Linked DNA regions of Mus musculus: all the other regions are linked to region 1. The links are chromatin contacts, called in public HiChIP or PLAC-seq and promoter capture Hi-C maps. All regions are on one chromosome and are shown on one strand. The core of a region is the stretch at or near the end of the contact, and the rest is flanking DNA. Distances in the headings are between cores, read along the strand shown. Region 1 holds the start of Sphk1 (sphingosine kinase 1). Region 2 holds the start of Mrps7 (mitchondrial ribosomal protein S7). Region 3 holds the start of Recql5 (RecQ protein-like 5). Region 4 holds the start of Llgl2 (LLGL2 scribble cell polarity complex component). Region 5 holds the start of Nup85 (nucleoporin 85). Region 6 holds the start of Smim5 (small integral membrane protein 5). Region 7 overlaps Myo15b (myosin XVB).

Region 1 (3,248 bases), core at 439-2,938:
CAAGGGGCCACCGGTGCTGCCCCGGCGCTGCTAGAGGTAACGGCGGCTCCTGCGTTCAGCTTCTTATCGGTGTTGCCCAGGAGGGTGTCTGGCGACTGGCCGTGGGGCTCGCCCTCTCCACCTCCCTGGGCTGTGTGAGCGCCCTCGTCATTCCCCGGGGCGGCCAGATCTGAGGGACAGGAGGAAAGAGTGGTGGGGTTCTCTGCCTGGGCTTCCATGCACGTGGGACAAAGTGCCCAACCAGAGCCCCTGGCTCGCGACTGAATCACCAGAGCCCCGTGGGTGGGGGATCTAGCTTTCCAGAATGAGCTTCCCACCCCACGAACATTCCGTTCCAGGGGACACCGGATTCGGACCCGACGCATGAGTCAGTGACCCGTGGCTCTCTTCGTCGGGCCGGCTCTTCACCCTTCGGGCTTGGTGGAGAATCCAACTGCATACAATTCCCAGAACTGGCATTGAGAGGCGCGTACTCTGGGACGAAGAACCCCATCGCAACCTGCGCAGTCGCCCGGTCCCCTGCCTGAACTACGAAGCCGCTGAAGCTCCGAGTCTCCAAGAGGGTGGGGGTGGGGGTGCGTGCCGCACTCGTGAGAACAGCGCCCAAGTCCCGCAAAAGCCTGCCTGTGCTGGGCGGACCCACAACTATGGTCTGCCCTGCCGGAGCGCGAGTGTGCACTGAGGCGCAGGCGTGGGGCCGTCTCCTTCACGGACCCACGAAGGCACCGCCAACTACGGGAGGGCGCGCGCGGGGGAAAGGGGATCCCTACCCAATCTGTCCCACGGGCGGCCAGTGGCGGAAAGCAGCTCCTCTCCGACTCAGACCCGCGACAGAGGGACAACTGAAGCACTGGGCTGACACCGACTCCAAGGGATCGCCCCCCTCCGGTCTCAAACTTTTTGCTCAATTTCACGGCGGCCCGGGGAGGGCGCTGAGCCTCTGGGCCGGCCTGGCCACGCCCCGCGTTCCTTGTGCTCTCGGGGTGGAACCAGAGTTGCGCGCAGCTCTGGTCCCCCACCCGCCCGGGATCTCACTGCACCTCCCCGAACACAGTCGCCGCCAGCCTGGGCTCGGCCACGCGCAGATGAGGGGCAGGATCCCCGGATACGATTGTGCGCCCGGTGCTGGAGGAACAGCTTAGGAAGTCCGCAAGAGGTGGGGTTCTGAGCCCGGCCTGAAGCAGCGCATCCGCGGAGCGCGAAAGCGAGGGCGCAGCCCACATGCCGGCGCCCAGCATCCGAGCGGGCTTCGGGTACGCGTGGGTCTGCGCTTACTGAACCTCGAAACTGCTGTTCACAGTAGGGATGCAGCGCCTCTTTGGCGTCGCTTAGACCTAGCCTGAATTCCACATCCAGACCCTAGTGCTGTCCTGACTCTGGGCCAGGGTCGGGTCACCCGCCACCCGCGAACTTCTCTTCCTCCCCTGCTCCTCCGCGGTGCCTTTACTTTTAGCTTCCAGATGCAGCCGCTGGCTCACTCAGACGCCGAACCCGAAGCAGTCTGGCACGCCTTTCAGGAGAAAGCTGAACCGGTTTGGGGACGAAGTCGAGATGAGAGTACCTCGTCAGCAACCTCCAAAGGTGGAGTCTTTCCCCCCAGGGAACACTATCAAGGCCTGAGATGCTGCCTGCCGCGGATGATCGGGATCCACGATCCTCACCGACTGGAGGAACCCAGCAGTGTGGACAGGGCAATGGGGGCTCTCATCAGGATTGGAGAGGCTAGCATGGGGGCGTGGTCCCAACCTCCCCACCCCTTCGGGCGATCTCGGGGTGAAAATGCACACGTGCCCCGGTGTATGCGCTTCGGTGGAGATAAACAAGACGCATAGTTGTGTAAGTGATATATTTCATGGCAAGTGACCTGAGGGTGTCCGTGACTAACCGGAGTTAAATTTTTGGAAGATTATTAGCGGAGACTTGGAAAAAGAAGCTCCCAAATCCTACCAAGCACCAAAAACAGACACCAAACTCCCAAGGAAGCTGCATTGGTTTAGCTCCGGTTACAGAGAACTGGCGCGCCCACACCGGCCCCCGCGCGACCCCACCCACCTCTATCTTCGCATCGCTTCTTAAAGTCCAGAAGAGGCGAGTCCAAGAGGAAAACGAACCCAGATAAGAAAGGATTGCAGTGAACTAGGTCACGCCTTGAAGGTGGCTTCTCTCCCAGAGGACCCTGGAGTTCCCCGACCGAGTTTCTCAGTATTTTAGGAGTCCCCAGGAGGGCCAGGGGCACAGGCTGGACCTGCGGTTCCGCACGCGTCACTGCAATATATGCCTTGGCTCTGTACAGCCGCGGGACAGCCTGACCGGATCATGAACGCCCCGAGTGCCTTCCGAGAAGGTGACTCAGCGACACGCTCACGGGTGGAGAAACTCCCGGAAACAACCAACCAACCAAAAAAAAAAAAAAATGAGGATTTGGAGGGAGCAAGGGCGTCATCACCCACCCCCGGTTCCGCGACTCGTGGCTACCAAGATCTGGTCCTGCACCTACCCCCATCCCCGGCTTCCCACCTTACACCCCTGGAATCTAGCGCGGACAAGGAAGGATTGCAGCTCTGCAGCCGCAGTGCCGTGGTCACGCGCTGCGGGGACACGAGTCGCGGTGGGAGGAGGGGGCTCTGCGGGGAAGCCAGGCTCTCTGCCACTCGCTCCCTTGTCTACCCTGCCCCCTCCCCTTACCAGAGACCTAGGGTCCAGATCTGGCGTTGGTATCTAGCAGACTCAGGGAGGAAACTATTCTCCCCGAGATTTTGAGCTTGGAGGGGGGCTGGCTGCCCAGACTGTAGGAAACACCCTCCTCTGCTCTCTCACGGTTTGGGAAGGAGTGTTTATCAAGCCCGACAAGCAAGTCATTAACAACTAAAGAGGAGAAACTGAGGCACGGGGAAGGAAAGATCGGGCTGTGTGTAAATTTACGCTCAAAATGCCGACCTGGATCAGGGTCTCGCTTTTCTTTGAGGCCTGGGGCTGGAACTTCTCATACTCTGAGGGCAAGCGTGGAGCAAGGTTGACTGGAAACTCAGTCCGTGGGAGAGAGCAGAAGCAGCCTGCAGGACATTTTATACTTGGGCCTCAGGGCCGGTTCCCCTTCTGCTCAGAAGAGACCCAGTGGGAGGGGGGTTCCAGTCTGGCGCTGGTTCCAGTGGACACAATGGCTCCTCTGTGTCGGCTGCCGCCTCATCCTCTGGCCTCCTCACCTCTCTGGTCTCTGCCTCTTTCATTCTTGTTCACCTCCCCCATTC
Region 2 (2,864 bases), core at 185-2,684, 930 kb after region 1:
TTTTTTTTAATGTTGACAGAATGGGAAACTTCTGGGGACTCTGTGTAGCTCTGGCCGGGGTGAAACTAGCTTTTGACCATCCTGGCCTCAAACTTTTCCCAACTCTGCCTCTTTTATTGTTAGGTTGTCCCCCCACCCCACCCCAAGACTGGATCTTAATATACAGCTCTGGCTGTCTGGAACTCAGAGATCTGCCTACCTCTGGCTCTGTTTTGATTGTTTTTAAGACAGGATCTCACTAAGTAGCTCTGTTCCAGAACTCACTCTGTAGCTCAAGCAGGCCTGACTTATCTCTGCTTCTCGAGTGCTGGATTCAAATGCCTTCTCCAGCGATGGGATTTGAGGTGGGCACCACCAATCTCAGATCTTGGAAATTTTAATGGCAGGAATAGAAACCTGTTTTCTAGTTTTGAAGCCATGGTGTAAAACGCAGACACCAAGCCTGAGGGAAAAGAAAGACAAGCTGAAGAGGAAGAAGCGGCCTTACCTGAGCCATGAGAGACCGGGCCAGAACTTTGTTGCCTCCCTTCATCATCATGTTGGTGAATTTGCTTCAAGGAGAAAAACATGGTTAGCTTTCCCGGGCTGTACTCCGGATCCCTCAGCAGAAAACTGCCCCAGGTGAGTTCCAGCCCACAGCAGAGGAGCATTTGCGCCAAACCTGATGACCGGGTCTGCGAACACCGAGCTGGTTTCAGTCGCGGCCGCAGCTTTGATAAACTGGGTTTTCTTGAGCTCCTGGTCATACTTCTCCTCTTCGGTGAGTTCCGCCACCGGCTTGCGGTAATATTCCTTGTCAATCAAGGGCTCCCGGAATTCGGGGGCATAGCGGCTCCCCCTCACCTGTGTGAGCCTGGGAGTGGGGCGAGGAGGAAGCAGACAGAACCCTACGGGTGAATCTGTGACTCCACAAAAGTGAACAAGCTTGACTTAACAGTAAGCCGCAAGTGCCATCACGCTGACGAGGGACGGTGGCGCTGGGACCGCCTGCTAACCTGACAGCAGTTCTGACCCTTGTCCCAAGAGGTAGGCAGCCCCCACCCCGAAACTGGCCACTGTTCCGTCGCAAGCCAGTTCTCCGATCTCTAGCAGGGCCGCACTCTCGGCTCCGGGTAGAACCGATCTAGGTCATCCCGGCCTGTCAGGCATAGGACAGGGTACTAAGCCCCCAAACCGGCCCGTTTAATGGCTGGAGTCAGCCATCTCGGCGCCCCGAGTTAGTGCCCTCCCGCGCCAGAACTCAGCGCAGCTCGCCTGCGGCTTCTTTCCTTTCCCCAGGTCCTCCCGTGAAGGTCCGAGCGGCGGTCCCGGCTACGCGCTGCCTTCTCACCCTGGAAGGTTCCAGACGGCGCACCTCACTCCCAGGGCCAGCCCGGACCAGCGAAGCGGAGCGCGCAGCGCGGGGGCAGCCATCTTGGCCGCTGTCAGGACCTCGGAGGGCTGCCCACAGCGCGCCTGCGTGAGTGAGCGACAGGACACGGATGAGAGCCTGCGCACTTTCCTCGGGCGTGGGTTTCCCTTCAGAGGTTCCCTCTGAGGAAGAAGCGAAGACACATCCTCGCCCTCGCGGCCTCCGACGCGGTCCGGCGCGCCCGTGGACCGCAGCCCTCGGCGCGCTCAGGCCCCCATGCGGGCCCCGCCCCCGCCCTGCTCGCGCAGAACCTCGCGAGGCTTGAGGGCGCAGGGCCGGACCGGGCGGCTGCAATATGGCGGAGGCGGAAGGGGAGAGCCTGGAGTCCTGGCTGAGTGAGTATCCGGGGCCGCCTCTACCTGACCTCCAACCACGGGCCTGCCTCCTCCCTCCCTGCGCCATCCCCTCCGCCGCGGCGGCCCGCGGCAGTCCACACCCGGCGTCGCCTCGCGGCGAGCATCCGGCGCTCACACCCCTTGCGAGCAGCGGCCCTTCCCCGCCGCGCGTCCTCAGGCTCCCGCGGGTGACACCTGCAGCGCGAGATCCTGCAGGCCCGGAAAGCGACACCCGGGCGCCTTGGGCTGACAGGCGGGCGTCGTGGGGAGGTTGAGGTGGGGCTGCACCCAGCCTGTGCTCTGGGACCGGGCATTGGACAGGTCCCTCGGGGAGGGTTGAGCGGTGCCACGCCGCACACACAACACAGCTGGCAGCTTCCAGAGTGGGACCATCCTCAGTGAGGATGCTGGAAGTGAGAATTCATTTCCAAAGCGCGACTACAGGGAACAATATACCACGAAGCGTGCTAAATATGTACTGAAGGAACACACATGCGCGCACACACACACACATATATGCACGCACTCATTTTAACGAGATAACCCGCTCTTGAGTAACTCAAAAAACAATGACTGCTGCTATATCGACGTGTTGCTATCTTTACTAATTTGTACATTGCTCCAAAGGAATAAGGTTTAACGTTAGCGGACAGTTCATCCAGGTTATTTAGTAAGGGTTAATAAGGCTGGTTAATCACGCCTTATCAAGGGTCAATAAATTAACTTTACTAAGGGCTAGCCCCGGGAGAGCCTCTGAAATGGAGACGAATCAGGTAAGACGTCTTTGTAGAGCCCTGAGCTGGAAATCCTTTACGGAATACAGTTGTCTCTTTGATGTCTTGAGTGTTGTTCCTAGAGGCATGGCCTTCCTTAAGAACTACTGTTCAGGAGATTGAAATTAGCTTTAAGGGAAGCTACATCCCAAAAGAAAAGTAAGATCACAGTTGCAGTGTCTGATGTTTGCGGGCAGGGCATAGAGCCATCTCCCTATATGTGACAGTTCTCTGGGGAGTGTACAGTGCTGGATTACAGGCATTGGCTAAAATCATTTACCCAAGGATCCCAGTGTCCAGTCAGCTGTGTATAGACCAGGCTGGCCTCGAACTCACTGAGATCCT
Region 3 (3,237 bases), core at 279-2,778, 600 kb after region 1:
GCACTTGGGAGGCAGAGGCAGGAGGATCTCTGAGTTCTAGATCAGCCTGAGTTCCAGGACAGTCAGGACTAGAGGGAGATCCTGTCTCAAAACAAACAAAAACAGGGGTATTGGAAGATGACTCTTATACGAGTGCATAATGTACAGGGTTTGGTGTCCCATGCTTTTAATTCAAGCTCTCTGGAGACAGGGCCAGGCAGATCTCTGTAAGTTTGACAGTTCAGTTTCCAGTACCCACATCAGGCAGCTCACAAATGCCAGTTTCAGAAGAGCTGATGCCTCTCTCTGTCCACCATGGGCAGAACTCACATGCAAGGCCCACTCCATATGTACAGATGTATATGAAAAGAAAATCAAGCATTAAATTCATGTTCTAATATTTTCAGGACAGGCTGGGGAAGTAACAAAGTAGTGGGATGCTTTCCTAAGAGTGTAAGGCCCTGGGTTTGGTTCCCAGCAGTTCCAAAGGTTGGGGAACTATTACATGCTGTTGGCCTATTAGGGCAGTTAAAGTCTTCTCCTCTTTGAACCAGCCCAACAGGTCGTTTAAACTCCTGTTTTGACATACCACACACATCTCTATCTTGTTTCATGTGCAACCTCAAAAACGCCTTCTATGCACAAGACTGTCTTCCTCATTGTTTTGCCCCTACTTTGCAGATAAGAAGACCCAAAGCTCTGGTATATCAGGTAATTTGCTTCCTTCAAGAAATCTGTTCCCTCTATGCTTCGCAGTCTGAGGGCAACCGATAGGCTTTTAAAACTCACCAAACAACAGAATCACCCTACCGCCTTAAAAGGCTTGTCTAGCATATTCTATGAAAAAGCCCAGAATTATGCACTTAGGAGAGATGCATTTTTAAAAACTCTAGGGCAGACTTAGAAACGATTCCTTAAAAGTTACCAACTTAACGAAACACAAGTTTTACTATCCTCCAGGTACATTTCACTCCTCTCTTCCCCATCAAACAACGAGACAGTGATGTCTCGACAGATGCGTACCCCCCTTGGTCCACCCTCTGGCCAGCATGACGCCTTGCGTAGAGGATCGCAGAAAGAGAGATCACTCGTACTGTAGTAGAGGTTCTAATGCTCTGTCTGACCTAGGACATCCACTGCGCTTTGGGGTTCCAAGACCCGATACCTGGAGCACAAAGAGCATCTTCTCCCCATGCCCCGCTAGAGAGGTAGCATTTGGTAACCATAACAGACCCTCCCCTTTCCAGCTCAAGTCTCACCAGTCGCTCCGCCTACAGCGTCGACTCCAGTTTCGCCATCAGATTCAGGGTCTGAATATTCCGCATAAATTGCAAGAGACGACAAAACATTTTTCTTCCCCGCCATCTTACTCCCACAGCGCGGTGTGGCTCAGGCCTATGACTCATAAGCCAATTTAGGGGCGAGAAAACCAACTTCTTCCGGATCCCAGGAGACTCCGCGCCCGAATGACAACCAATCAAAAGGGCTGTGTCTGGGCATGGCTCCGCCCCCATGCTCAGCTCTTGGAAACGTCATCAGCACGGGACGGAAGTAAGGTCTTGCGGCTTCTACTTCGCTGACTTCTCGGGCGGTTTGGCTTCTGAGTTCGAGTTAGGGAGTAGTGTTCTTTGGAAAGCTGCAGAGCCAACCGAAAAGAGCCTGGGGTCTGACATCTTGGAGAGCATTTGTCTGGCAAAGGGCGAGAGCTGTTGACTTGGGGGCTCAGAGGAGGAACGGGGGGTCGGCGTCCTTGATGAATGGTATCTATGGCTTCGCTTCTAGAACAAGGACCCTAGAAAAAGGATTCCAAGTTCTCTGGTCGACTTTGAAGACGTTTGTGGGCTTTGTTGTGGTCCGATTTGTAGCTCTGTCCACCTGACCTGGAAAGTTCATTGTTTTTATTTTTATTAAAGGGAGAAGTAATGTTAATCCCTCAGGAATGTATTGCGTGAAGCAATTCAGCCTTCACTTTTACTGCTGGGGAATGAGATATTTAAGTGTAACATAGCAGCTTACTCGGCAGGAGAAACATAGGCTATATTTTAACGTGGAGCAGAGGGTTTTTTCGGGATTGCCTTTGCCCACCTTTGCGTTAACCTTTTGGCTGCTGCTTTTTGCAAAGATGAGCGCCCGTCCTTTCTCCACTCCCTTCGACCGGGAGCGGCGAGTCCGGAGCACCCTGAAGAAAGTCTTTGGGTTTGATTCTTTTAAAACACCTTTACAAGAGAGTGCGACCATGGCTGTAGTGAAAGGTAACATACCAAGCTACCTGTTTTGCAGACTGCTGGCGGTACCGTAGTAGCTCTGTGGCACAACACCCTCTTAACTTCCTACCTCCTCACCCTTTGGAAATCTTTGAAAACCACTGGTTTGGAATTCTTTCGTGACCAAAGCTAGTGGGTATTTGCTGGGAATCTATTTGTTTATTGATGGTCTATGTAGCCCTGGCCGGCCTGGAATTCTCTATATACATCAAGTTGGCCTCAAATTTGAGCCGGTCCTTCTGCCTCTGGATTATTAAGTACTGGTATTACAGGTGTGGGCTATCATAACCTACAAATTTTGGACAGAACCACTCACACTTCTGGTTTTTTCATAGCCAGACTGACAGTCTGTCTTTGACTTCTGTTCCTAGATTCCCATTCTTGTCCCTGTGCAAGTAGTAGCAAAAGTGGCAGTAGTGCTTAATCTTGTCAGTGACCTAGGTAATCATTTCCTTGAAGAGCGAGTAGCTTGAGTTCCAGGTAGAAAAGGAGAGACTAATAACACTGTAAGCTGGAGATAGCTTGTCCAGATGGGAGCAGCAGTGCCACCAACAGACTTATTAACAGAGGACTGAATGATTAGCCTTGCATATCTACCCCGGTGTAACCAGTACTCTGCTTCCCTGGATGTGTCTAATCCAAATAGTCATATCCTAGTGGCTCAAGACTACTCAAGCCTTGTTTTGATTTGTTTTTTTAAAAACAGGTTCTCACCATGCAGCTTTGGCTTCTTAGATAGCTCAGAACTAGCTATGTAGACCAGGCTGGCCTCAAATTTCCAGAGATCTGTCTTCCTCTACCTATACCCCCCCCCCCAATACTTTCTTACTTTTTGGTTTTTTTGAAATGCAGTTTCTCTCTGTAGCCTTGGCTGTGCCGGAATTCACTTTATAAACCAGGCTGGCCTGGAACTCAGAGATTCTTCTGCCTCTGCCTCCTGAGTGATGGCATTAAAGGCGTGTGCCACAACACCCAATGAATGCTCTGTTTAGAA
Region 4 (2,987 bases), core at 204-2,703, 710 kb after region 1:
TCAAGAAAACTACCTGAGCCAGGTGTCAGCGGCAGCACAGGGGGTTTGGGGGAAGTGGGGGAGGGAGCAGCAGTTTAGCACACCTTTGATTCCAGCACTTGAGAGGCAGAGGCAGGTGGATCTCTGAGTTCAAGGCCAGCCTAGTCTACAGAGTGAGGTCTAGGACAGCCAGGGCTACACAGAAACACCCTGTCTGAATGAATCAACCAACCAATAAACAAACAAACAAATAAATATTTAAAGAGAAAAGAAAATTACCTGACTCATTTGTTGAGACATCTTTTCCTCCACTGTCCTCCTGCCGGTCTTTGCACTGATATACACAGACCCAGGAGATCTCCCAAAGCCGCTCTAACTTGCCTTCTTTTAGGCAGGCCACAGCACAACTCGGTTCTTTCCACAAACATTTCCTTGTTACCCTGACACATCTAGCTCAGAATGGACTTTAACACTGGATCTCTAGAGGTTGCGTCGACATAAGGGTCCCTGTGGGAAAGGACGCGGTATCTAAGCCCCACCCTCCTTACCGGAAGTTCACCTGTTTCAGGTGAAAACCCTCTAAGAGCTACAGCGCGGTTACCCCAGTTATGGCCACTTCCCACAGCTAAGGCCCAGTGTGTCCACCAACCCCCCCCCCCAAACCGAGCAAAAGCATAGCACACTTTCTTTGGCAATTTTTCACTCTTTGCCAAGTTTCACAGTGTAACCCCCACTCATCGGTGTACAAAACAGACTGGGACTCAATACCATCGCCTAAAGGTGTCCAAAGTCGCTCTGGAAATATAAAGGCTCCCCTTTCTACGAGAAAACCAAGTCCCACCCGCGGACTTCCTGAGTCGGAGGATTAGGAGGCACAAGGGCGGGCAGGGAAAGCGCCCAGATGGCAGAGGTAAGAACTAAGCCGCCAAGGTAACGCGCTCCAGACGCCGCTGGCGACGCCGGGTCACAGGAAGCCGGGTCGCCCCGCTCTGCGTCGAGGCGCCTCGCACAAGGGTCTGGGAACGGTGTCTCTGCTCACTGTGTCCCCCGCACCCAGCCACGCCTGACACCTGTTCCCTGCTCCCGAAAGCCAACACGATTGTGCAAACCCGAGTCCCAAGTTTGGTAATCCGGGGGGCGGAACAGGAAAAGACAAGTTCTCAGCGCCACTTTCTACAGGTGTCTTTCTCCGGGACGAGCCAAACGTCGGAGATCTGGGCGAGCAGGGCAGACCTGGGCGCTGCCCTCTCCGACCCGCCTGGAAAACCCAGGGGACTCGTATCCTCCCGAGCCGAGCCGCGCCGCCCCTAGTGGTTCGCACCCCAAAAGGTCCTTTAAAGCCAGGTGGGCTCACCTGCAATCGCGGGCCGGGCCCTGCCCGAGGCCTCGGCGTCCCTCAGCGGCCGTCACCCACCACTCGGGTTCCCTGCTCCGGCCCACGGGCTGCAGGGCGGCCGTCTGCTTCCTGCTCACCTCCGGCGCGGCGAGCGGAGGGAGGCGGAGCCTTCGCGATTTACATACAGGGCGAGCCTGCCGAGCCCTCGCCCCGCCCCGGCCCCGCCTCCTAGGCCGAGCCGACGGGGCAGGAGCGCATCCTGGGAGTCTCCAGAGCGGGGCCGCTCTCCAACCAATCGTGGCCCCAGTAGTGTGGGGCGGGGCAGTAGGGAGAAGCCGCACCTAGCGCAGCATGCCCGACCCCGCCTTCACCTGTGCGCACCTGGTCACAGGACTGCTCACAGCTCTAGGTGTCCCACCGCCTCTGGGAAGAGGAAAGAGTCCCTGGGTGCTTTCCAGGATGGACGCGACTCCATGCAGGCAGCGGACTTGAAAGCACAAGAGCCAAGCGAGAGAGCGTGGGGGCAAGGCTTCACTTCCCTCCCCCGGCTGTCTAGTAAGGGCCACAGCTAGGCGGGATTCTCAAGAGATCTTTCCATTCAAATATAATCACCGGCAGATTCAGGTTTCAGACCCACTAGTAAAGTGGTATGGGAACGAAAACGTAATGGCGAACCCCCAACCGGTTACTTCTTAAAGCTCCCTGACTTCTGTCTTCAGAGGGGCCGCTGGAGCCTGAGGTTCAAGGGGGTTGTCAGCCCCTATAGCCAATAGCTATAGTTTTTAGCACAAACTAGGGGTGAGGGGCTCAGAGTAACAAACTGGGAACTAACCTAACCGTGGGTGGACCCTCAGAGTGGCTTGGGTACAATCCAACCCATTCAGGACTCTCAGCCACCCTCCTACCACCACCCAGCTGTTGGTCCTCAGGGCAGGACCAAGATTGGAATCTTGTCTCATTGGTACTCTTCAGAAGTCCATCAACTCCATGATCACAGCCCTGGGCATGCTCTCCCATGTGCTCTGTGGCCCACCAGGGTTCTCCTCCCCCAAAATGGACAAATCGGGAATGAAGGGAGGGGCCCCTGTAAGTATTGAACCACAGCAGAAAATATATATTTTTTTAATGGCTTTGGCTTTATGGCACGAAGCAAGCACCCCCTTGAATAAAGGCACAGTCCTTTCTCCTAACCCAAGTCCTGGGCCTCTGAAAACAAGTCCTGAGTTCCAAGGGGGGTGGGGGTGGGGGCGTCACTGTCAGGCAGCACTTCCAGGCAGTGGGCTTGAAAGCACAGTGGCCAGGCAAGAGGGTGTGCACGTCCCTACAAACAGAAGACACCTAGGATCACAGACCCCAATGGCCTGGACGGTTCCATCCAGGTGAGTCCTATATGAGAGACAGCTGGCACGGCCCCTGAGAGCAGTCCAGGCCCCCCCAGAGCAAGCCATCCCCAGAGCTGTATTCAGTGGCCCAGATCCCTGGGCAGTGTGAAGTCTCTGAAGCTGTAGAAGGAGATGTCACCGTGGTCCACTAGAGCAAAGATCAGGGGAACATCCCCACTCTGGTAGGTCAAGCACTTGAGGCTGCAGAGGTCTGGGACAGGGTCATCAAACCTATGGGAATAAAGATCAGGCTGAGGCCTAGTCATAGCCCACCCATGGCCTTCCAGGGC
Region 5 (2,924 bases), core at 390-2,889, 970 kb after region 1:
TCTAACTCACTTCTTTGGGCTTGTTTTTGTTGGGTTTCTCAAGACAAGATTTCTCTGTGTAGCCCTGGTTGACCTAAAACTCATTCTGTAGATCAGGCAGGCTGTGAACTCACAGAACCACCTGCCTCTCTGTCTCCTGAGTGCTGGGATTAAAAGGTGCGTATCTCCACACCTGGGCTATATGGGTCGTTTCTAAAGGTTAATTATAGGAAGGGGGCTGAAGAGATGGTTTGGCGTCTAAGACAACTGGCTGAAATTTCCTGCCTTTAATCCTAACACTCAGGAAAAAAGAGCAAGTAATTTCTGAGTTCAAAGCCAGCTTGGTCTAAACCAAGTACCAGGACAGCCAGGCTACACGGAGAAACCATCTCAAAAAACCAAAACCAAACAAGAAGTACACAGGCAGCTCTTCCAGAAGACCTAAGTTCAACTCCCAACACCCCATATGGCAACTCACATAAATATAGAGTTCTAGTTCCTAGAATCCAATGATCTCATTTGGCCTCTGCGGCACCAAGCACGGAGTGGTGCACAGTTATGCACGTAGACAAAATGCCCATACACAGACTATAAAATTTAAAAATTACTTAATGTCAAGTGTTGAACCACACACCTCAAGTCCCAGCACTCTGGAAGTCGAGGGAAGAAGATGTAGAATTCAAACCTACACAAAGATTGCACAAAGACAAGCCCACTAGGACTACATAGGGGCAACTTGTCTCAAAATAGCAAAAAAACAAAGTTTCAAAAATAAAAATATTGCCAAATAACTCCAGTTTCCTGCCTCAGAGAGTCAACCAATGTGCCAAGACAGATGTGAAAAAGAACTGCCTACCTGTTTGGTTGAAGGAAGTTTCACACAGAAGCATCTCGCCGGGGCCCCAGTCAAAACACATTTGCTTCTTCTTGGAATTCACACCTGGAATCCACTAGTAAGACATAAGGAGGCACAGGAGCTGTTAGCCCTACAACTGTCCATTCAACTTCCAAGTGTAACTGCGAACACCATACACCAGGCGAACAGCCTAGGTCGTATCCAATGATGCTGTGCACATATTCAGACATATACACACTTAAAAAAACATTTTCTAGGTGCAAGAGGAATAGAATACAACGCGACAGAAACTAGTCTATTGTCTCCCGTGAGAACAAATTATGCATTTATTAAGCCTCGGACTAGGACAGCAGGACAGGGAAAGGCCAACTCATCCCTTGGAGTGACCATGTGGGGCTTACACCAATCTCATTCTAACGCCCAAGGGGGGAAAACTAGAGAAGCAGAAAGGTTATAAAAACAAGGGTGATGCAGTGGGGTTTCCGCGAGCCGGCCAGTATTCACAGGACCTAGGGACCACTATTGCCATAACCTAGTTCCCAGTTAACCTGACATTCGGGATGGTGGCAACTGTGTCCAGGGAAGAAGCGTGCGTCCCGCATGTAGGGAGGCAGCCTGAAATGACCAAAGAAACGTAACCCTCACAGTGCAACAAGCCAAGCCACTCCACTCCGATCGCCCTTACAGTTACTGCGGGCTCGCAGTCGAGCTCCTCCATAGCGCCGTGCCCCCCGCGGCTGGGACCCTGCCGCGCGGCCGCTTCTCTGCGCTCAGGCCTCCCGCTCACAGACAGCTGCCAAAGAGGACCCCCTCCAGGGCGGCTTGCGCAGCGCCTGCAGACCTTAGCGCAACAGATCCCTTCGTCTTAGCCAAACACAGCCCCTTGAAGCCTTTCACACATGTTCCACTATTCTAACCTATACAACACATCATGAAAACGGCTCTAGGGCCCACGGGTCCTCAAGGAATGTTCCCAGTAGATCAGGCGGCGCCACAGACAGTCCCACACTAGGTGAGGGAAAGGTCCCCGGAGATGGCGGGAGAGGCGGTGGCTGGGAGGGTGTGCGCATGCGCAGAAGCGTGCTGGCGCATCTATTTCGATTGGAGAGCTACTCCGTCTCTGTAATCCTACTTTATCTCTTAGCGGTAGTTGTGATCCCTCCCTCCTGGTCTGTTATTAGAATATTCTCAGTCCCTTTTCCGAACTCCGACCAGTATAATGCGCTTATTTTGGAATTAGTCTCGGACACATGACATCCGTAAACAACGGGACTTCAATCTTTTATGTACTGGCAACTTTTCTTTCTTTAGGATTATTCTGAACTATTTCTACCTTAAATTGGTGGTCATACATGACTTGGAAGTAGGGCATAGTAACATAAGCCGGAAGATGCAGCACTTGGGAAGTAGAGACTGAAAAATCGGGAGTTCAGAACCAGCCTTAGCTACATGGCAAGGTTGAGCTCGCATCGGGGCTAACTGAGACCCAGACTCAAAAACCAAACTCCCACAAACTTTAAGGAAATAAAGGAAAACCTTTCTGTCAAATTTTTATCCAAATCCTAATCATCAGTGATTTAGGGAGCTAGAGTGTTGGCTCAGTGGTTAAGAGCATACGCTGTTCTTCCCGGGGAACCTGGATCAATTCAAAGCACTCACATACATGTGGAACAGTCCCAGGCAATCTGATGCCCTCTTCTGGCCTCTGTGGAACCAGGCACACACATGTAGTACACAGACATACACAAAACACCAGTATATATACAATAAAATAAATTTTATAATTAACTTTTTAAAAAAGATTGCATGTATGTGAGTAAACTGTCACTGTCTTCAGACACACCAGAAGAGGTCATCAAATCCCATTACAGATGGTTGGGAGCCACCATGTGGTTGCTGGGAATTGAACTCAGGACCTCTGGAAGAGCAGTCAGTGCTCTTAACTGCTGAGCCATCTCACCAGCCCTTAGTCTGTCTGTCTTTATTTTTTTGTTTGTTTGTTGGTTGGGTTTTTTTTTTTCTGTTTTGTGTGTGTGTGTGTGTGTGTGTGTGTGTGTGTGTGTTTGTTTTTCGATACAGGGTTTCTCTG
Region 6 (3,024 bases), core at 45-2,544, 630 kb after region 1:
CCTCCCTCTGAGCTCAGGGACTGCTGGAGCCTGTGTGTCCCAGATGTGGCTCAGCTGCAGTGCAGTCCCTCTGTTGCACACTTGTTAGTATTACCACAGGAGTTAGCTTCCCAGTCCCACACAAACCAGAGTGCACCCCCTCTGCTGAGCCAAAGAGACTCTCGGCCCTCCCCTTGGTTTCCAAAACTGAATGATGTTTTTCTTTCTTACTGGATAACAGTGTGTTTGCTTTGGAAGGGACGTCTCACGGGGACTTGAACCCCAGTGTGAGGACAGGAGGCAGAAGGGCTTAGCAGCCTCCTCTCGTGAGGCCCTGCCCAAGAAGGTTGTGCTTGCCCTGCACAAGGACTGAAGAGAAGAGCTGTCTGGGGGCAACCATTACAGTAGTTAGTGTGGAAGAGACTCTGGGGTCTTTTCCAAACTCATTCATGTAGTCACAAACTCCTTTCCAAACTTGGGGTTTGAATTAGGGTGCATATCCCTGGCTCAGTTTTCAGAGATCATTGCCAAAGGAGGATCAGGGGTCCTGGTAATCTAAGTGGGTGCAGAGACTCCTCCCTAGGATGATCCTGAGCCGGAAGCACACAGCGGTGAGCAGGTCAGAACTCCAAAAGACAGGAAAGCTGCTGCTCTTGTCCAGCATCCAAGTAGGCAGTTCTGCTGCTGGCTCTACCAGCTCCTGGGGCCAGAGGCCATTCAGCAGGCTGGGCACACCTTGTCCTGAGCCTTCTTGAGAACCAGGGAGGGCTCAGCCCTAATCCTTTCGGAAATGGAGGCTCAGCAAGATTGGGGGCCATATCCTAAACTCACTGAATAGAAAAGGTTTAAATGGATGTGTCCAGCAGCCCCCAGCCCCTGTGCCACACACCGAGTAGCAGTACATCCCCCTTCTCTAGTACCAGGTCCCAGGGGAAGAGCACTCAGGTATACACACAGAGGAGGTGACTAAATTCCCATAGGAGAGTGGCCTAATATATCCCCCAAGACGTTCCTCTCCGAGCTCATGCTAAGCTGTGACTCCTCGCCAGAGATACGAGACCCTGGCTGCCCTCCTTTCCCGATCCTGTCACCTCTAGCCAGTGTCTCTTACCTGGGAGCTCAGATAGTGGGGAGCCTCGAAGAGGTGTCCCAGTACAGAGCCTCTATGTACCTCCTGGAAGTCCTTTGGCCACCACCTTTGACTTCTTCACCAGCGCTGCCACTTTCCTGCCTAGGCGGCTGCTTCTCACTCGGGCACCTCCTGGTGCTAGCTCCCGGTTGCTGACAGCCAGCTGCTGTCCAGCTTCAGCGCCTCATCGCTTCAGCTTTTTTGTTGTTGGTTGTCCTGGAGATCTAGGTGTCAAATTACAGTTGTGAGGAGGAGCCCAGGGAGTCCTCCCCTGAGCTTGACTTGCCCTTCACGCCCTATGCCTTTCCCTGCCTAGAGGTCCACTCTGCTCTCTGGATCCCCAGACGGCTCCCTCTCTTATTCTTCCTCCTGTTCTGCCCTCCTCCTGCCTTTGAGCCAGGCTGTAGGCTGTAGGCTGTAGGCGGAGGGCTGGGGTTGGGCTAATGACAGAAGTGGTTGGCTGTGGTTCCCTGTGGAAATAACCCCGGGGGGCTCCGTCTGAGGTTGCCAGAGGAAGAGGGTGGAGTGACTCGCTCTTGGGTGCCCCAGCACCCTCTGGATGGCCTTTTTGGCTTGTGTCCCTGACCACCCTGGTCTGTCTCTTGGGCCACACTCTGGCTGCTCTCTCTGCCCTCTGCCAGAAAGAAAACCGGGCTACAGGATCACCCAAGCACGTCAGCAAGCTTTCAAGCAGCCCTCTGGTGTGGTACTCTGCCATCTACCCAGGGGCATCTGGGGGGAAGATGAGGATCCTAGATACTCTAAAAGTAGTCTGCGCCGGCCATGGTAGTGCACACCTTTAATTCCAGCACTTGGGAGGCAGAGGCAGGTAAATTTCTGAGTTCGAGGCTAGCCTGGTCTACAGAGTGAGTTCCAGTACAGCCACGGCTACACAGAGAAACCCTGTCTCGAAAAAAACAAAAAATAAGTAAATAAGAAAAAGAAAGAAAGAAAAGTAGCCTGCTTGTTTTAGTGAGGGGCCTTGGGTCCTTCTAAGAGAAAGGTCACTGCTGGTCTCGTTCTGCTCAGCTGTCTGCATGACAGCTCTGTTGGCCCATTAACGTTTGTCGGTCTTGCCACCAGCAGACCAGGCTGCAGGGGGAGGACTGACCTCAGCTCTGCAGTCAATGGAGCCCTTTGAATCTGAGCACAAAACCCCAGTGAGCCAGGGCTTGGGGCAGGGTGTAGACAACCATATGGTCACAGTGCCTAGATGCCAAAGCTTCTCAGAGACAGGACAGGCCACCACTGTACAGGCAGAGGGAACATTTGTCGTGTATATTCAGTGTTAGTGGGAGCTGGCTGCAAGAGCGCCCCCCAGTGGCTGTCTCAGCTGTCTTCCTGCCACTTCTATGCAGTTTTAGGGCTGTTCTTCACTTTGCTGGAGGGACCCTACTTCTTTAGAAGGTGGCATTGCAATTTGCTTTCCTTACAGTAGCCTGCTGTGTGGGGTCAGATCCGCAAGCAGTATTCAGACTAAGAAAACCCTCTGTTCCAAAGCTGTTAGTGCCGGCTAATCTTAAGCCTGGGCACTCAAACTGCCCTGCCTCGCGCTGTCTCTTCTGGTTCCCAACCCTGTACCACATTTCTGGCACTAGAGATGACTGTAAGGACCCTGATAGAACAGTGGCCTCTCCCAGGGCCTCAGCCTGGGGATCCGAAAAGAGACTGGCCTCCTGCACCAGGTGGGCTTCCTGCCACCAGCTTGGGCAGGAAGTGGTTATCCGCAGGGGAACATCTGGAGTTAGAGGCTGAGAGGGAGGCTCTAGTGAGGCTCTAGTGAGGCTGGATCTCCCTGGTGAGTGGGCTCACGAGTGACTAGGCATGATGGCCGCTCTCAGCATTGTGTGCCTCTAGCACAGTGACTCTCAGCCTTCCTCATGCTCTGGCGACCCCCAACCATAACATCCTTTTTG
Region 7 (3,185 bases), core at 450-2,949, 660 kb after region 1:
GGACAGGACTGTGGCACAGCTGGAGGAGCCTGGGCCTACCGTGCCCAAGGCCCAGGTTCTGAGTCCCAGCACTAACCCTAACCCGAGTTCAGCCTAACCCTGAACGGGGCACGGGTGTTACACACAGGTGCTACACACAGGTGTTACACACAGGTGCTACACACAGGTGCTACACACAGGTGTTACACACAGGTGCTACACACAGGTGCTACACACAGGTGTTACACACCTGCAGTCCCACTGCTTGGGGTCGGGGGACGGGGGCAAAAGGATCAGAAATGTGAGGTCATCCCTGGCCACAAAGAAAATTAAAGACTGGATGAGCCAAAATGAGACCCTGTCTCAAAACCTAAAACAAGAGCTAGGGGCGTGGCTCAAGTCTTTAATTGGAGCAAGTTGGGAGGCAGAGACAGGAGGATCTCTGAGTTTGAGACCAGGCAGTAGTGAGATCCAGGACAGCCAGGGATACACAGAGAAACTCTGTCTCAAAAACAAACAAGCAAGCAAACTATAAAACACCAAGGCATAATTTTTAAAAAGATGATGACGACTTGGGGCTGCAGAGGTGGCTCCACAGTTGAGCACTGGCCGCTCTTTTCGAGGATCTGGGTTCGATTCCCAGCACCCACATAGCACATCCCATCCTACACTCACCCCAGCCCCAGAGAATCTGATGCTCTCTGATGGCATCTGAGGGCACCCGGCACACTCATGATGCACAGACTCATGCAGGCAAAACTCTCCTACCCAAAGAGTTTTTAAAACGGGGAGGGACAGATGAGATGTTAAGGGACAGATGAGATGGCTCAGTGGTTAAGAGAGCAAACTGCACAGTAAAATGGGCCAGTAAGACACCTGCTGCTGAGTCTGAGGACCCAAGTTCAAGCCCAGCTAGTCACACCATGGAAGAAGAAAACCAACCCCCAGAAGTTGTCCTCTGACCTCCACATATATACACACACGCACCCTTCCCCCACCTCATTAACTAAAAACAAATGTAAAAAAAAAAAAATCCAGCATGGATGGGAGGGGCTCTCAAGGCCCCATCCTTAGCTAAGGAGCTATTAAAAAATAACACTCAGAAGTGGGTGTGGCCTGAGGCTCTCATGGAGATACGGTGCCACTTCTGGTAGGTGACTCAGCTTGGGAGGGGCAGACACTACGATGACACGGCCTTGATGATTCACCTGCATTCTTTGTCTGAGGGCAGATACCTGGTAGGTGACAGTCCCAGCGTAGTGCCGCACCGTGAAGATTGGCAGGGGCAGCTGAGGCTTGGCGTAGCTGGGGTGGTCACCATGGTGATAGTGGCACTTCTGGAGGAAGGTGTGGTCTGTGGCCTGGTAAGGAAGGAGCCACACTTTCTCAGGTCCTGTACACACTTACTGTTCCCTGAATTCACCCCGTTCCTTCCTGAAGACCGCAGCCCCACACAACCTAGACATGGGGACATTTGTCTCCCCAGATCTCTTCCTCAGACTGAGGGAGTCAGCTTGGCCTGCAGCAGAATCCCTACAGTGTGTTCCCTTCATCCTTTTGAACAGCCAGGTCCTATTTGAGAAGGTCAGGGTCACCTCAGGCCCAGGAGCCACCTCCACCAAGCCCTAGATGTGATATTTCTGAGGAAGTCTGAAGGAGTTAAAGAAGACATAGTTGGAGGCTTTGAGACAGAGGTCAAAACTGTTCCAGCCACACCCTCTCCACAAGCTGTCACAGGTCACTTTAACCTAAGGGGTGGGAAAAAACACTGGCTGTAGCCAGGCGTGGTGGTGCACGCCTTTAATCCCAGCACTTGGGAGGCAGAGGCAGTCGGATTTCTGAGTTCGAGGCCAGCCTGGCCTACAGAGTGAATTCCAGGACAGCCAGGGCTACACAGAGAAACCCTGTCTCGGAAACAAACAAACAAACAAACAAACACTGGCTATTCTGCTAGAGTATCCAGGTTCAGTTCCCAGTCCTTACATGGATGGTGGTTCCCAGTTGTAACTCCAGTCCCAGGGGATCCAATGCCCTTTTCTGGCCTCCCCAGGACCACACATGTTACTCAGACAAATGCAAAAAATCAAAACACCCATATTCGTAAAACAGATTTAAAAAAAAAAATGTGAATCAAGGACTTGAGAAACACCTGTGAGGGGTTTCTCTTATTTGGTTTTGGGGACAGTTCCCTATGATGACCAGGCTGGCTTTGAATTCACACTGATCCCCCTGTCTCTGCACCCAGAACGCTGGGGATTAAAGGCTGGATTAAAGATACCGGGCACCACCATTCCTGGCTGGCTTGAGATACAGTCCCTTTTGGCCGGGCTAGCCTCCAACTCCATATGTAGCTGAGGATGGCCCTCCTCACCTCTACCTCTAGACTGCTGGGACCACGGGTGCACACCCTCTGTCACAATCCCTCCTCAGGGGAAGAGCGGCAATGGCCGCGTCCCAGTGTATGCTCCTGTCTTACCACAGATGCATGGATGAAGCCCTCTCCCCTGGTCTTCCCTGGCCTGCAAATGTTACTTATTCCCCAGGCCACGTGCCGTGAGGGCCAAGATCTTGTGACCCACTCCACTCCTCTGTGGGGGAATGTAAACAATCCACAGTCCACCTGGGGATGAGCTTTTGCAAGGAGGCACAGCTGAACCCCCAAAACTTCATGCTTTGGCTTGGGTTGTTCTGTAGAACAGCATTACCACACCTGATTTTATACCGTGCTGGGGATCGAACCTAGGGCTCTGTGCCCGCTAGGCAAGCCCTCCTCCTCCTGAGCCATATCACCATCCCAGGGTCACTTTATTTTTGGTGTCTACCCTGCAACCTCGGTTCCCATGTAAAGTCTGGGTCCTATACATGTTCCTGTGACTCCACAAAGCTGTCCACCAGGCATCTGGGATTCTTATTTATTTATTTTGGAAAATGGGGTTTCATATACCAGATTAGTCTGGGATGTACTGCCTAGCTCAGCCTGGTCTGTCTGTCCTTCCTTCCTTCCTTCCTTCCTTCCTTCCTTCCTTCCTTTCCTTGTTGTTTTGAGAAAGGGTCTCTCTGTGTATATACTAGAACTTGCTCTATAGACCAGGCTGGCCTTGACATCTCAGAGATCCTCCTGTCTCTGCTTCCCAAATGCTAGGACTAAAGGCGTGTGCCACCATGCCTAGCCTAAGTTTTTTTTTATAAATTAGTTACTTTTTAGA

The links. Promoter capture Hi-C pulls out the DNA fragments that hold promoters and counts their contacts. HiChIP or PLAC-seq counts read pairs in DNA pulled down with a chosen protein or histone mark. Capture Hi-C pulls out chosen DNA fragments and counts their contacts.
Region 2: a FOXA1 HiChIP or PLAC-seq map of pancreatic cancer cells shows a contact between it and region 1. The contact joins the promoter of Mrps7 here to the promoter of Sphk1 in region 1. A contact is called at or near these places in 1 of 39 promoter capture datasets (embryonic stem cells) and 1 of 115 datasets of contacts at active chromatin or transcription factors (pancreatic cancer cells).
Region 3: a promoter capture Hi-C map of pre-B cells shows a contact between it and region 1, with 2.4 times the contacts expected there. The contact joins the promoter of Recql5 here to the promoter of Sphk1 in region 1. A contact is called at or near these places in 6 of 39 promoter capture datasets (the 3T3-L1 cell line, the C10 cell line, embryonic stem cells and 1 more), 2 of 115 datasets of contacts at active chromatin or transcription factors (pancreatic cancer cells and stem cell-derived neural progenitor cells) and 2 of 9 other capture datasets (adipose tissue and liver).
Region 4: a contact with region 1 is called in a promoter capture Hi-C map of liver, with 4 times the contacts expected there. The contact joins the promoter of Llgl2 here to the promoter of Sphk1 in region 1. A contact is called at or near these places in 1 of 115 datasets of contacts at active chromatin or transcription factors (pancreatic cancer cells) and 1 of 9 other capture datasets (liver).
Region 5: a promoter capture Hi-C map of erythroid cells shows a contact between it and region 1, with 3 times the contacts expected there. The contact joins the promoter of Nup85 here to the promoter of Sphk1 in region 1. A contact is called at or near these places in 3 of 39 promoter capture datasets (erythroid cells, liver and pre-B cells).
Region 6: a promoter capture Hi-C map of fetal liver shows a contact between it and region 1, with 4 times the contacts expected there. The contact joins the promoter of Smim5 here to the promoter of Sphk1 in region 1. A contact is called at or near these places in 6 of 39 promoter capture datasets (embryonic stem cells, fetal liver, hippocampal neurons and 2 more), 1 of 115 datasets of contacts at active chromatin or transcription factors (pancreatic cancer cells) and 1 of 9 other capture datasets (embryonic stem cells).
Region 7: an HNF4G HiChIP or PLAC-seq map of pancreatic cancer cells shows a contact between it and region 1. The contact joins the enhancer-like site here to the promoter of Sphk1 in region 1. A contact is called at or near these places in 2 of 39 promoter capture datasets (embryonic stem cells and pre-B cells), 1 of 484 Hi-C or Micro-C datasets (embryonic stem cells), 3 of 115 datasets of contacts at active chromatin or transcription factors (bone marrow-derived macrophages, memory CD8 T cells and pancreatic cancer cells) and 1 of 9 other capture datasets (embryonic stem cells).

The regions. Positions count from the first base shown.
Region 1 is chr11:116,530,891-116,534,138 of GRCm38.p6, reverse strand. Sphk1 (sphingosine kinase 1) reads right to left here and starts at 1,688. Exons shown (of 6, transcript NM_025367.7): 1 at 771-1,688; 2 at 1-169.
Region 2 is chr11:115,602,710-115,605,573 of GRCm38.p6, reverse strand. Mrps7 (mitchondrial ribosomal protein S7) reads right to left here and starts at 1,434. Exons shown (of 5, transcript NM_025305.3): 1 at 1,331-1,434; 2 at 662-853; 3 at 488-551. The coding sequence starts at 1,413. It overlaps Gga3 (golgi associated, gamma adaptin ear containing, ARF binding protein 3), which reads left to right and starts at 1,658. Exons shown (of 17, transcript NM_173048.3): 1 at 1,658-1,746. The coding sequence starts at 1,707.
Region 3 is chr11:115,931,783-115,935,019 of GRCm38.p6, reverse strand. Recql5 (RecQ protein-like 5) reads left to right here and starts at 1,528. Exons shown (of 19, transcript NM_130454.2): 1 at 1,528-2,231. The coding sequence starts at 2,102. It overlaps Sap30bp (SAP30 binding protein), which reads right to left and starts at 1,361. Exons shown (of 11, transcript NM_020483.3): 1 at 1,239-1,361. The coding sequence starts at 1,344.
Region 4 is chr11:115,822,524-115,825,510 of GRCm38.p6, reverse strand. It overlaps Llgl2 (LLGL2 scribble cell polarity complex component), which reads right to left and starts at 1,453. Exons shown (of 26, transcript NM_145438.2): 1 at 1,334-1,453. It overlaps Tsen54 (tRNA splicing endonuclease subunit 54), which reads right to left. Exons shown (of 11, transcript NM_029557.1): 11 at 2,409-2,928. The coding sequence ends at 2,778.
Region 5 is chr11:115,563,159-115,566,082 of GRCm38.p6, reverse strand. Nup85 (nucleoporin 85) reads right to left here and starts at 1,639. Exons shown (of 19, transcript NM_001002929.4): 1 at 1,521-1,639; 2 at 836-929. The coding sequence starts at 1,553.
Region 6 is chr11:115,898,409-115,901,432 of GRCm38.p6, reverse strand. It overlaps Smim5 (small integral membrane protein 5), which reads right to left and starts at 1,294. Exons shown (of 3, transcript NM_183259.3): 1 at 1,091-1,294. The region is part of intron 7 of Recql5 (RecQ protein-like 5); the gene reads left to right.
Region 7 is chr11:115,867,630-115,870,814 of GRCm38.p6, reverse strand. It overlaps Myo15b (myosin XVB), which reads right to left. Exons shown (of 64, transcript NM_001384233.1): 14 at 1,215-1,340. Among named protein-coding and RNA genes, the nearest start is that of Myo15b, 11 kb to the right of the region's middle. Within about 2 kb of position 1,699, at least 66 of the 459 cell types and tissues checked have an H3K27ac peak or open chromatin away from gene starts, as enhancers often do. A contact at or near this core is called in pancreatic cancer cells, where this site is marked.